4 separate regions of the Zea mays genome follow, and regions 2, 3 and 4 are each linked to region 1. The links are chromatin contacts, called in public Hi-C maps. All regions are on one chromosome and are shown on one strand. The core of a region is the stretch at or near the end of the contact, and the rest is flanking DNA. Distances in the headings are between cores, read along the strand shown.

Region 1 (3,198 bases), core at 179-2,678:
TGAAACAAGATCAATATAGAAGCAGTGCAAACTCTTAGAAATTTATTGGTATGGTTAATGTTTGGCATCATTCTTCTTTGCTAGTCTATCGTATGACAAGAGCTTAAAATGGGAAAATACTGTTGTTTCTTGAAATTAATACTACTTAGAAGATCAACTAACACCAGTCCAACAACAATGGTATGCAATGCCAGAACAATATGTACTTGGATCTTAAAAAAACAATGGTATGGAGGGCACCAAACCTCCAAATTCACCCAAGTAATCGATGGTAGTCCCTGACCAAGCACCCAAATTCGCAAAAAAAAAGGAATTGTTTTAGACTAGGCATAGGTTGCAAATGGCTCGCTCTGTGCGCTAGCACCAAAAGTAACAAGTATTTCAAGTTTTAAACTAACTGCTAGCAAGAAAGTTTCACACCCAAATTACAGGCACATGTCTAGGCCTTCCACCAACCTTAGCCTAGTGGCACCTCACCACCTCATCGATCTAAAATCCTTATCACACAGACAAAATGGGAACATACCTTGTGCAATTAGTCATGTTGGTGCAATCATGCAATAAAGCGAATGCATCTAATCAAAATATAACGGTGACTACTATTTTATATCTAACCCCTTCCACCTGAAACATAGTAGCTATTTTACATTTAACCTCTTCCACCTAAAATAACATCACCATTGGATTTGATTGGATGCACTCGGTCGCTTGATTGTACGGTTGCACCAGCATGACTGATTGCACAGGATATATTCCCGACAACAATCATGATCAATTCAAGCAAAATTTCCATTTCTAATGCTAAATTACCAATCAGGCATCACATTTATCATTTCTGGTCAATACTGACGCATCTCATGGCAGACCAATTTCGCAGCTCAACTATACCAGGATTACTCATTAACTTACGATTCCTAGTCATTCCACGTCCCAACAGACACTACTCACTAAAACACCGTGCTGATTCTACACCGAGTCACCGAGCACTCAATAAAAGAAGCAGACCTCTTCAACGGCGTGCAGCGCGGCGCCGTGACCCCCGACGCCCGCGCCGATGATGACGAGATCGTAGTCGAACCCGCAGCTCCCCGCCGCCGCGCCATTGGTCGCCGCCGCCGGCGGCGGCGGCCTCGTCACCATCAGCCTCGCGGGCGCCTGCGAGATCCGAAGCGAGTGACACGTGAGGGCCTCGCTCCGGAGTCCGCAGACCCGGATTCCACCTGGCCGCCGCGCAGCCTCGGATCTGGCGCAGCCGCGGGACGCGATCGCCGAGGCGGAGACGGAGACGGCCGCTGTGGACCCCATAGCGACGAAATGCGACAATTGGCTGAGGCTAGTGCGTCGAGTTAAGAGAAGGAGGCGTATAAGTCGATGAGGAGGCAGGCTCGGGCGGAGGAGGCGAGGAGGGGTTTATGCGACGGGGCGGAGGTTTCGAAGCTGGCAGACTAGAAGCAGAGGGCGGAGGCCGAGGGAAGAAGGCAGAGGCGTTGCTGGCCAGCGGCGATGGGACCCGCATTTTCAGTGTCAGGTCAGCTGCTGAGATGAGTGGACGCTAGGTCAGCTGCTGGCGTGGTTTACATGTAGGATGGAGCCACCCGACCCGACCTGTCTGGAAAAAACCGACCTGATCCAATCAATACGATGGATAAATACGGTCATATTTTTTAATCTATAAAAGGTTAGATGAAATATTTATGGTTTGATAACTTGTTCGACTCGACTTATTAGTAACTCAACTACTCGTTTTAATTTTGTAGCGAGTTGAACAAGTATTCTAGCTCGATTATTTAATGAGCTAGATTAGGCTAACTCGCAAGTTAGCTCGCGAGCGAGGTGAGTCAAGTCAAGCCACAACACAAGTTTATCTAGTCCTTAGTGTGGCCTTGTCTCTTATAGTTTTGCTCTTCCATAGTTATGATCAATGATATGAACATGTATGGATGTGGCATGTGATTAATTTTGCATTATTGTATTATTCTATGGCTGCATACTTGCATTGTATATTTAATATTTGATTATTGATTGTGTTCTTTGAACTTGTGGTTGCTAGCAGCATATAACTGTTGGGACCGACTAACACGTGGTCAGGTGGGCCAAATCACTCGAGAAATAGGGAACTCAGGTGCTCCACAAAACAGTAAGTAGGGAACTATAGCGTCTTGTTTAGCGTGTCCCGTCTATATACAGTGCATGGGTATTTATAGGTAACCGAGCACGTAGGTGTGCCCCCTAGTACTGTTATGCCCCCGGTTACCTGCTATAGCTCTTGAATATCCCCCTAATGAGGTCATTACAGCGATGATAAGTACAGACTGATTAGATGTACAACGGAACCTACCCCGAGGAGGGGCTTACAAATGGGCCCAAATGACGACGGAACGCAGCCTGGGCCCCGCCATTGGGCGACGTGGCCTTCGCCCGCGTGCGGCACCCTTCACCCCGTGAAGCCGACCTGCAACCTCGTCGGGACTGTCGTCGTGCAGAACTGTCCGAGCCGAAGGGGGCGCCTTCGCGAGGCTACAACGAGTCCCCTTTTAAACAGTGTGGTCCTTCGCTCCGACGTCTCCATCAGCTCCGGTCGAAGACCTCGATTCTGATACCAGTTGAAATACCCTTCGCTTCCTGTACCTGCGACAAAAACATGTTCGGTTGAAGTTAAAGAAGTTTGATCGAGGGGGCAGTCGGCCTTCGCTCCAACACTAGCCCACCGAGGGGCCGATTCAACTTGGTGAGCTGGTCCCGAAGTCTTTTCTGGGAGATGGTCGAAAGCTGCCCTCGTCAGGTTGAAGTAGTCCTTGAGGGAGGGGTTGAAATATGACCGTTGGGAGGTGACATTTTACTGTGGGGCCGTTGGTTTCCCGAGGCGCTTTCTTGGGCCTATAAAGGTCGGTCCCGGCCGCAATGGAAAAACTTTACGCGCTGGCACAGAGAAACCTTGGCTTCTTCATCAGAGAAAACGGCTGCGTGTTTTCCATTTTCTCGCCACCGGTGAACTGGCCAGCGTGAAGCAAATCGCTCGCCGCCGCAGACAGTACATAATGTCGTCCTCTTCCTCGTCGCCGTCTACCGCGTCTGTGCCGTCGAGCGCGTCATTGTCGGAGAAGACGGTTAGCGATTCAACGTCGGTAGTGGAGTTGTTCCTGGGGCACACTATGGAGTTTGGGACGTCAAGGATATGCTCGGGCCACGTGCATAAGA
Region 2 (3,198 bases), core at 267-2,766, 200 kb after region 1:
TTGGAAAACATTTGCGTCCTTATTTGAGATGCTGGTAAATCAGTCACCGACTAGGAGCTAGGTTATGTAGTTTTCCCCCTTTTCGCTTCAAACCCTTTTAAATTTCCACTTCTACTTGCAATACAGGCTAATAATAATTGTAATAACAGTTCAAACTATTGCTATTTTTAGGGATGTCAGATCATATCGGTCTAGTTTGGGAACACAGGAGGACAACATATTTCCCATATTCAAGTGCAAGTATTGCAAGAAACATTGGGAAGGGGGCTACACGTTTTAAACAACACCTTGCATCACGTGCGGGGAATGTGCAAGGTTGTCGCAGTGTTGATTCCGCTGGACGTTGTCGATTACTTTTCGGTGGAAGATTGACAAGGGCCAAGATAAAAGGAAAGCAAGGATAACGGAGGAGGTATGGAGGGTGGCATTGGCAGGTTCGTCTCGTAGGAGGAAACAAATAGACAATCAAACCTCACACAAAAGGAAGCCTAGGATCATTGCCATAATAGTCTAACGATACGATGAGAACTATGAAGAGTTTGCGGTTTGCATTGTATGCATCGAGAGAGGAGGAGAACTTAGGAGATGTGCTCGTGCGAGTGGTGGCATGTATGAGGCGAGTGATGGCTCCTCCCAAGAGGGTGTACGTGCCATGCATGTTTGAAAGAACACCTCCTAGGAAGGAGAAGCCACAAACGGTGCAGACAAGGATATGATTGATACGAGCCCATTTTCGAAGGCAGGAAAGAATGTGGTCAATTTTGTTGCTAAGCAATGGACAAGCCGTTTCAATTCAAGAACTGGTTTGATTTTGAATTTGGCCGGTTTCTACCGATTTATTGCGATTAATCGGTCCCGGCGTGGTTTTTGCTAAGCAACTGGTTTTGTGAACCTTGATCCCTATATCTTGTTGAAATTGCACTACGTAAACAGTACCAAACTGACGTTGAAGGAGATGAAATGTTGATCATTAAACCTGATGAAACATAGATGCTACAATCGAACATTGACGATTTGTTTTATTTTAGATATAAAAATACGAGGTGTTATTTGGAAGGCAGGGAATCAATTCCCACAATCCAAAGAAGGCCGCGCCTAAAATTTTCAATCATCCTTGGGCTGCAAATTTGAATGATTTGTTACGTTGACGTGGTCAGTGAAAGCAGAATATATATATAGGCGAAAATTTGAACACACAAACAGTCAACTTGTGACGCCATTCGATTCATTCTACACACTGCTTGCACTAGCTAGCTAGCTAGCTATCCATGAACTAGTTCTCCCTTGGCTTGTCCTTAGCTAATAATGCTTGGATATATAGGCGAAAATAGCCAGCAGGCCGGCCTCAACCTCAATCAGTATGGCCAAAAAAAGGGCGGTGGTGCTCCTGGTTTGTCTGCATCCATGGCACTGCCATGGCCATCCATCTTTTGGAGAGCACAGAGCCAAGAATGGAAGCACACGCATGCTTAAAAGGGTCAGGCCGGGAGCCCTCACAGTACTCCTCCCCGCCGGCCGCCCGCGGTCACCCTCGCGCTCTCCCGTCACGCCGGATCGGACGGACCCCGGCCCCCTCCTTCCCAACTCCAACGTTGGCAAGAGAGGAGGGCGTTCCTAACCACCATAACCTGCAGCATGGCCCGCCTGCCCACCAGCAGCGGCATGGCAGCACTGCTCCTCCTCGTCGCCTTCGTCGTCCTCCCCTCCGCCGCCCTGTCCTCCTCGTCCTCGCTTCTGCACTCACCTCCTGAGAGTGATGAGACAAGCGGCGGCAGCGAGCAGCAAGCCCCGCCGGAAGACGAGAACAAGGAGAAAGAGCGGCAGCTGGCCAAGGAGAAGGCGTACGCGGCGGAGAAGGTCGTCCAGCAGGAGATGCTCAAGTACGCCAAGGAGAAGGGTCTGGTGTCCCCGACCAACGGCACGGGGTGGTACAGGGGCATCGCCCGGGAGTTCGTGGACGCCCACAACGAGCTCCGCGCGCGCTACGGCGTGCCGCCCATGAAGTGGGACAACCAGCTGGCGCGGCAGGCGCGGCGCTGGTCCAACGCCATGCGCAAGGACTGCCAGATCCTCCACAGCGGCCACGAGTACGGCGAGAGCGTGTTCAGGAGCTACGACGACTGGAACGCCACCGCCAGGGAGGCCGTCTTCTGGTGGGGCAAGGAGGAGGCCATCTACGACAAGGACAAGGAGAAGTGCAAGTACGGCAAGGTCTTCAAGGAGTGCGGCCACTTCGCGCTCATGGTCGGCAAGAGGAGCACCAAGGTCGGCTGCGCACGAGCCGAGTGCTTCAAGGGCGGCGTCTTCATCACCTGCAACTACTATGCAACGGACCTGGACAAGAACAAGAACAAAACACCAAACGATAACTGACTCTATCCACCCATCTGTTCGTTCCTATGTACGTACGTACGTAGTAGCGCTGACTTATTTACTGAGTGATGATTGGATTGTTAATTAACTACTACTGAAGCAATTGCCTGATTCCGAGGTTGGAGATGATGACGATGAAGACGACGACTACTACGTACGAGAGGATCCTCCTCCCTCTTCTTCTTTTTTGTTTTTTAATTTTGTTCTTCCAATTTTGAGCCCAATCAGTCAAGCAGATTGTATCTATATCTATATATATACACACGATCGAGTACAGCAGACAGCCAATTGATCAGTTCATTTCAGTTGGATGATTGGATTTTTATCGCTGCTATATATTCATCAGCAGCCTACATAACAGAACAGAACAGAACAGAACAGAACAGAACAGAGAGGCATCTAAAAACAAATCATCACAGCTAAAAAATCCAGTTTTATAGCTGAGAGAGAAAAGGTGTGATTTTTGTGATAATCGAAGGAGCTAAAATAAACATTCTTGGGCTGGAACTGGGCCCAGCGCTACATGATGGCCTGGGCTCACTAATACCTTTGGTGGGCCGCAGTCAGATGGCACTGCTAACAGTGGCTGACTTGGACGACGCACAAAGCAAGAACAAAACTGGACTGGACGGAGAGCATCATCCATCATGGGCAGGCACGCCGCCGCCGCCTCCGCATCTGTTTGTCGGCCACGCTGCACGCCGTCGCCGTGTCGGACGGGACGGGAGCATCAGGCGGCGCAGAGCAGTTTCCTCTTTCCCCTTCTTCTTCAACTCTCCTCTTCCTCCTCACGCACCTGCTTCATCAACTACATACATATATATA
Region 3 (3,198 bases), core at 353-2,852, 210 kb before region 1:
CTGACAACACTGACATGTTTCAAATGGTCTTTATAGCCGTTACTGGTACGGCGGACCGTCCGGCCATGGGGCGCGGAACGTCCGCGTGTGCGTAGAAGTTGTGCTATTTGCACATAACGACTAGGTTTGAGTTGTAAACTATAAATAGAAGTAGAGCTTGTGTGTGAGGGCTCTCTTGGCCACTCCTAGCATGCATTAAACTCATTTGTGATCCTCTAACTCAAACTCTCACACTCGTTGCTTGAGATCGCATTCTAGTGAGTGATTGAAAAGTTCTAGTGCATTTGCATCCTTTGTGATCTTTTGAGGCACTAGGCGGTACACTGGACGAGCGTCATCGACTTGTTACTCTTGGAGGTTGTCGTCTCCTAGACGTCTCAGGTGTTGTCTCCGTCGAGCTCTCCGTGAATATTGTGGAGGAGCCGCAGTGTTGATTGTGAGGGGTTCGTGCCCACCTCGCCGGAGCGACAAAGGTGACACAAGTGGAATCGAGGTATTGAGTGAGTTTTGTCCACTTGGCTCAAAGATCAAGCCCTGTCTTGATAGAAGAGCAAGTGTGAGCTTGAATTCCAGCTCAACATGGATTATGGGTGATCGGCAAATCATCGATACCACGGGATAAATTTTGGTGTCATTCTCTCACATTTTACTCATTACTTGCAAGTAGTTAGTAATTTGTGCATTGTCTATCTTTTGTAGTGTTAGCATAAATTGCTCATTATGTTTTGTTGACTTATCAAGGCTAGTAAATTTATATCTCTTAGGGCTAGTTTGGGAACACCGTTTTCCCCTTGGGAAAATTGGAATCCCTCGGGAAAACGATGTTCCCAAACTAGCTCTTATTGTTTTGATTAAATTTCTCTAGTGTATTTTATTTTAGTCAAACCGTCTATTCACCCCCCTCTAGCCGGTGTCCTAGATCCTACACCAGGTCAAGAACAGGTACCGACATGATGGGGAGCATGAAAGATGTCGCGATGAGTTCATGAGAAGTCTAGGCCGTCGTCTTCCAGTCAACTATGGTTGCTGGATCGTTGTCTTCGTATGATGTAATTATTTAACTATTTTATACGTAATTTTATTATATATTAAAGATGTGACATTCGTTTCTGTACTATGAGTCGTTATATGTGTGAGACTTGATCTTAGCATACATTTGAGACGCACCTAGGTTTAATACTTAAATCCGGGTGTGACACAGTCATTGGTCGTCGATGCCACGTCCGAGTTTGACGCTATAGCTTATGACACCGAGCTGTGTTGCTCTGGTGCCATAGGCTATAACGCTGAGTAAAGAGTTTAAACCATGAAATAAGTTATCGAGATGTCTAAATATATTTTTTTTTCGAAAAATGACTAAAAACAAAAAAATCGGCCGCTTCTCCGTCTATTACTGACGTGTATCCGTTTGTAGTGAACCTAGCAATTTCGGCTGACCGCAAAAGCGCGAACCGTATCTACGTGGACCTACCCCATTCGTCAGAGAGCCCAGTATCCCGCACTCTATTGGTCCACGTCACACGCTCCACGTCCCCCCACTCGCCCCTCTCCGACGAACAGGCACCCGATTTTCCTTCTAGAAAGTTTTAAACCGCAGGAACCAAAAGGCCACTGCAGCAGACGGAGGACGGCGACGGTGGCGGCGGGGAAGAGCCGAAGAGGACGACGAGGGATAGAACGGCGAGGGAGAAGCTGTCTCTCTTCACGCTCGGGATCGTTAACCGTAGCTGACAACCGTGCGGAAACACCGGATTGTGAGGGCCGAGGAGAGAGGTGCGGCGAGGCCTCTCGAGGAGGCGGGGGCGGGATGGCGACGCCGGGGAAGGGAGGGGCAGCGCGGTTTGCGGCCGCGCTCTTCGTCCTCCTGAATCTCGCTGTGGCCATTGCTGGGTAGGTTTATGGGTTCTGATGACGTGTTGTTTCTGGCGTGGATTACCCGAGATCTCAAAATCCTTTCTGTTACTGGCGGATTTGTCGCTCGAAACCCCCCTCGTAGATCGTTTGATCCATTTTTCCCATTTGACAGCCTTTTTTCTACTGGTTCATTTACTCTTCATTTGTCATGCGTCAGGTCGAGATCTGTGTGCTCGACTCCCCTCCAGTTTAATCAGTAATGCTTGTGATTTGACTGAATATTGATGGCGATGACGCAGGAAGAGCTACTACGACGTGCTGCAAGTTCCCAAGGGCGCGTCCGAGGATCAGATTAAGAGGTCGTACCGCAAGCTCGCGCTCAAGTATCATCCGGATAAGAACCCCGACAACGAGGAGGCCAACAAGCGCTTCGCTGAGATCAACAACGGTACTAGTCGCTGAGTACTTTACAATTGAATGGATAATCTGAAATTGATAAGTTGCACTGTAAATTTAATAAATGTATTTTGTTGCAGCGTATGAGGTGTTGACGGACCAGGAGAAGAAGAAGATCTATGACCGGTATGGCGAGGAGGGGTTGAAGCAGTTCCAAGGCGGGAGAGGAAGTGGCGGTGGAATGAACATTCAGGACATCTTTAGCAGGTGAGGTGGATGCTAATCATTAGGTTTCAACAGATCAACTAGAAGTTTTGCTACTGAAATATCAATTATCATGCTTGTATTGCCCGCTTGCCCCTAGGTTGGTGTGTATGTGTCAGCATAGTTTTTGCATCTCATGGATACTAGCATACATATGATACCAAAAAACTGTAAAAATAGCAGGTGCACACAGTTTAGGATGAAATCTCAAATGTGGGGAGTAACCTAGCTTGTATGCACTTTGATTATCCAAAAAGAAGACTCATTGACATGTGTTAACTTGCAAGATGGAATTTCCGATATGACATATCTGGAATGTGTACCTTCCATTCTGTAGGATTTGAGAGCACCACCATAATGATTTTTTTATCAGCAAATGTGTCACTTTGCTATTCATCGTTCCAATGGAAGATGAGTCATGTCTGGGAATATTGTGGAATGTTGGAGAAACGAGTGCCTTTCCTGCATTTCTAACAAATTCTAGAGGAAGACGAGTGATGTCTGGGAATATTGTGGAATGTTGAAGAAACGAGTGTGTTTCCTGCATTTCATAACAAGAAACCAACTATGTGTCTAATACACCATAACAACATATCTACTCCCTTCGATCTGAGAAGTATCCTTTTTTTCAGCATTGGTTGTTACAATCATGGAAACCAATTTTTGTAATTTACTTACAAAAGG
Region 4 (3,198 bases), core at 315-2,814, 130 kb after region 1:
GTGGAGGCTCCTCCGAAGCCGAGGTCGAGTCTGTCTTCCATGGCCGAGGCCGAGTCCGAGCCCCTGGGTCGGGCGAGGCGGAGGTCGTCGGCAGAGGCCAGGGCGGAGTCCGAGCCCTGGGGTCGGGCGGAGCGAAGTTCGTCGTCTTCTGGGGCTGAGCCCGAGTCCGAGCCCTGGGTCGGGCGGAGTAGAGTTCGCCGTCTTCCGGGTCTTAGCCCGAGTCCGAGCCCTGGGTCGGGCGGAGCGGAGTTCGCCGTCTTCCGGGACTTAGCCCGAGTCCGAGCCCTGGGTCGGGCGGAGCGGAGTTCGCCGTCTTCCGGGTCTTAGCCCGAGTCCGAGCCCTGGGTCGGGCGGAGCGGAGTTCGTCGTCTTCCGGGACTTAGCCCGAGTCCGAGCCCTGGGTCGGGCGGAGCGGAGCTTCCTATGGTGCCTTCGGCAGGGCCTGACTGCCTGTCAGTCTCACTCTGTCGAGTGGCACTGTAGTCGGAGTGGCGCAGGCGGCGCTGTCCTTCTGTCAGACCGGTCAGTGGAGCGGCGAAGTGACGGCGGTCACTTCGGCTCTGCCGGAGGGCGCGCGTCAGGATAAAGATGTCAGGCCACCTTTGTATCAAATGCTCCTGCGATTCGGTCGGTCGGCGCGGCGATTTAGTCAGGGTTGCTTCTTAGCGAAGGCAGGGCCTCGGACGAGCCGGAGATGTGTCTGCCGTTGGAGGGGGGCCTCGGGCGAGACGGAAACCCTCTGGGGTCGGCTGCCCTTGTCCGAGGCGTGATCGAGTCGCTCGAATGGACTGATCCCTGACTTAATCGCACCCATCAGGCCTTTGCAGCTTTATGCTGATGGGGGTTACCAGCTGAGAATTAGGAGTTTTGAGGGTACCCCTAATTATGGTCCCCGACAGTACAACACTAACATCATATGCTGCGATAAAACAAAGTTTACAAAACCATATCCAATAATCAAATATTGATAAAACAAAGTTTACAAAACCATATCCAATAATCAAATATTAAATATGCAATGTAGGTACGTAGTCATATAATAATGCAAATGTTTAAGTACATCACACATCCACACATGTCCATATCATAGATCATAACTACGAGAATACAAGACTACGAGGAGATAAGACGACACCAACGACTACATAAACTTGTGTATTAGAAAATCGAACTGAAATATTAGCTTGGCTCGCTATAAAACTAAAACGAGTCGAATCGAGTCTCGTTAATAAGCGCTGTTTGTTTCAGCTTTTTGGAGCTTCTGGCCACCAAAAGTTGTTGCGGACTGGCAAACGCTTAGCTTTTCAGTCAGCTTCTATTAAATTTGTTTGGGTAAAACCATTCAAAATCAACATAAACACATAATAGGTTGAGTCGTTGCAATAGTAAGAATCCGTCACTTTCTAGATCCTGAGTCCTATGGACACATTTATCTTCATCCGCACGTAATCCTAATAATACTCAGATTTTCTATACAGCCAGATTTTTTCCCTCAGGCCAAGCGATTTAGCGAGATTTCGTCCACCCATCGAGGAATCGCATCGCGTGCTTTTCCGGCCGCAGCGGCTAACGCGTGGCCACGCCATCCCTCCGCGTGCCTAATTAATTGGAAGCACCCAGCGCACATCATCAGTCGAAGTGAGCGTCAGCGAGCGACCGCACCGGCACGGCGCCCATCCATCCATCGCCATCCTCTAGCCCAGTCCAAAGGAACCCTAGCCATGAGCGCCGCCTCCAAGAAGCTCTTCCAGGCCGCCAGGTCCCTCGTCCTCTCCGCTTCTCACCGCTCCGTCCTCGCCGCCGGTATGTATATTCACTGACTATTCCTTGGGTGGTCCTTGGGCCAACCCTTGGATTCCTGTGCAATGCCATGCAATCTAATTCATTCCTACGCTAGTATTCCCACAATTTCCAATCCGAATCACGCCGGGAGGGGGGAGTTTCTGATTGATTGATTGTTCAAAGGTTTCAGTTTTTTTTCCTAACTAGGAGCGGGAGATATAGTTATTAGTTATAAAAAAATCCGTCTTTGATGTGATGTGTGATGTGCAGAGGGCCGCACCGCCGCGCTCGCCACGCTCACCAACTTTGGCAGGAAGACCCTCCCCACCGCCTACTTATCCTACCACAAGCAGGGATCCCACCATGCCGCGTCGGGGTGGGGAGCCATCGCCGCCGCAGTCCCAGCTGCAGGTCCGTACGCACTCGTCGTCGATCCGATTCGACCCACCCCCCACCACTCTGATCTAACAGTAATCGCTCCGATTCGGATCTTACCGCAGTCACTCAGATCCGATATGCTTATGTTCATTCGAATGTTACGATTTTCCCTCTGACAAATAATTCCCTGTCTGTCCTCTCCGCGTGTAGTTTACATGCTCCAGGACCAGGAGGCTCATGCTGCAGAGGTACCCTACCCTAATTCTCTTGTCTCTTCTGTTTTTTCCCTTGCATTCTGTTGGGTCCGTGTGGTCCAATAATACCGGAGCAATGGCCACCCCCTCTCTCTCTAAAATCACTGCTTCACCAATCACCATGCTGCCTATATGTTAGGCGGGGTAGGCCAACTCAAACTGATTGAGTGGGCTCTGGGCTCCTCCCATGTAATTTTGGCATCCTAATTACAGAATGCCCCGCCTTTTCCATGTCCAGTTAGCATGCCTGTGTAGAGCTAATGTCAGGTGATTTTTCCCCTTTTGTCAAGCTTACTAACAGTCTAACACTCCTCTGCTGTAATTCCAGATGGAGCGCACCTTCATTGCCATCAAGCCTGATGGCGTCCAAAGAGGCCTGGTCAGTACTAGCAACTGTCACAACACCATAGTTTCTTCAGATGCAATTATGGATCCTAATAACCAGTATGCATGTGTGTTGCCACAATTGGTAGCTAAGACTTTCTTTCTTTACAGCTTTTGAGGCCTCGTGCTCTGTTCTGTCCTGTCCTGTTCTTGGCCATATAATAGTGATCATTTGTAATTTCTTGAGATGCGACTCTGGATCCTAGTAACCTACTCCATATGTTCCAAATTATAAGGCATATTGTACATCTAAGTGCATAGCAAAAATCTACCATCTAGAAAAGCCAAAATGTCTTATAATTTGGAATGGAAGGAGTACTAGCTTCATACTGCTTTTCATATACTCGGTTAGCATGTATGCTGCTGCAATAGGCTACAAACTTTTTCCTTTACAATTTTG

Evidence for each region. A called contact is a pair of places that touch in the nucleus more often than the background predicts.
Region 2: a contact with region 1 is called in a Hi-C map of tassel, with 3 times the contacts expected there. The contact joins the promoter of LOC100280436 here to the promoter of LOC100383599 in region 1. A contact is called at or near these places in 3 of 25 Hi-C or Micro-C datasets (bundle sheath, leaf and tassel).
Region 3: a Hi-C map of leaf shows a contact between it and region 1, with 2.7 times the contacts expected there. The contact joins the promoter of LOC103635449 here to the promoter of LOC100383599 in region 1. A contact is called at or near these places in 2 of 25 Hi-C or Micro-C datasets (both in leaf).
Region 4: a Hi-C map of ear shows a contact between it and region 1, with 2.1 times the contacts expected there. The contact joins the promoter of LOC100283650 here to the promoter of LOC100383599 in region 1. A contact is called at or near these places in 3 of 25 Hi-C or Micro-C datasets (ear, endosperm and tassel).

The regions. Positions count from the first base shown.
Region 1 is chr8:80,781,734-80,784,931 of Zm-B73-REFERENCE-NAM-5.0, reverse strand. It overlaps LOC100383599, which reads right to left and starts at 1,428. Exons shown (of 15, transcript NM_001176247.1): 1 at 1,006-1,428. The coding sequence starts at 1,305.
Region 2 is chr8:80,579,021-80,582,218 of Zm-B73-REFERENCE-NAM-5.0, reverse strand. It overlaps LOC100280436, which reads left to right and starts at 1,516. Exons shown (of 1, transcript NM_001153357.2): 1 at 1,516-2,659. The coding sequence starts at 1,636. The coding sequence ends at 2,373.
Region 3 is chr8:80,988,242-80,991,439 of Zm-B73-REFERENCE-NAM-5.0, reverse strand. It overlaps LOC103635449 (dnaJ homolog subfamily B member 11-like), which reads left to right and starts at 1,602. Exons shown (of 10, transcript NM_001347061.1): 1 at 1,602-1,890; 2 at 2,154-2,302; 3 at 2,391-2,517. The coding sequence starts at 1,808.
Region 4 is chr8:80,647,545-80,650,742 of Zm-B73-REFERENCE-NAM-5.0, reverse strand. It overlaps LOC100283650, which reads left to right and starts at 1,564. Exons shown (of 7, transcript NM_001369887.1): 1 at 1,564-1,803; 2 at 2,053-2,193; 3 at 2,371-2,408; 4 at 2,743-2,793. The coding sequence starts at 1,722.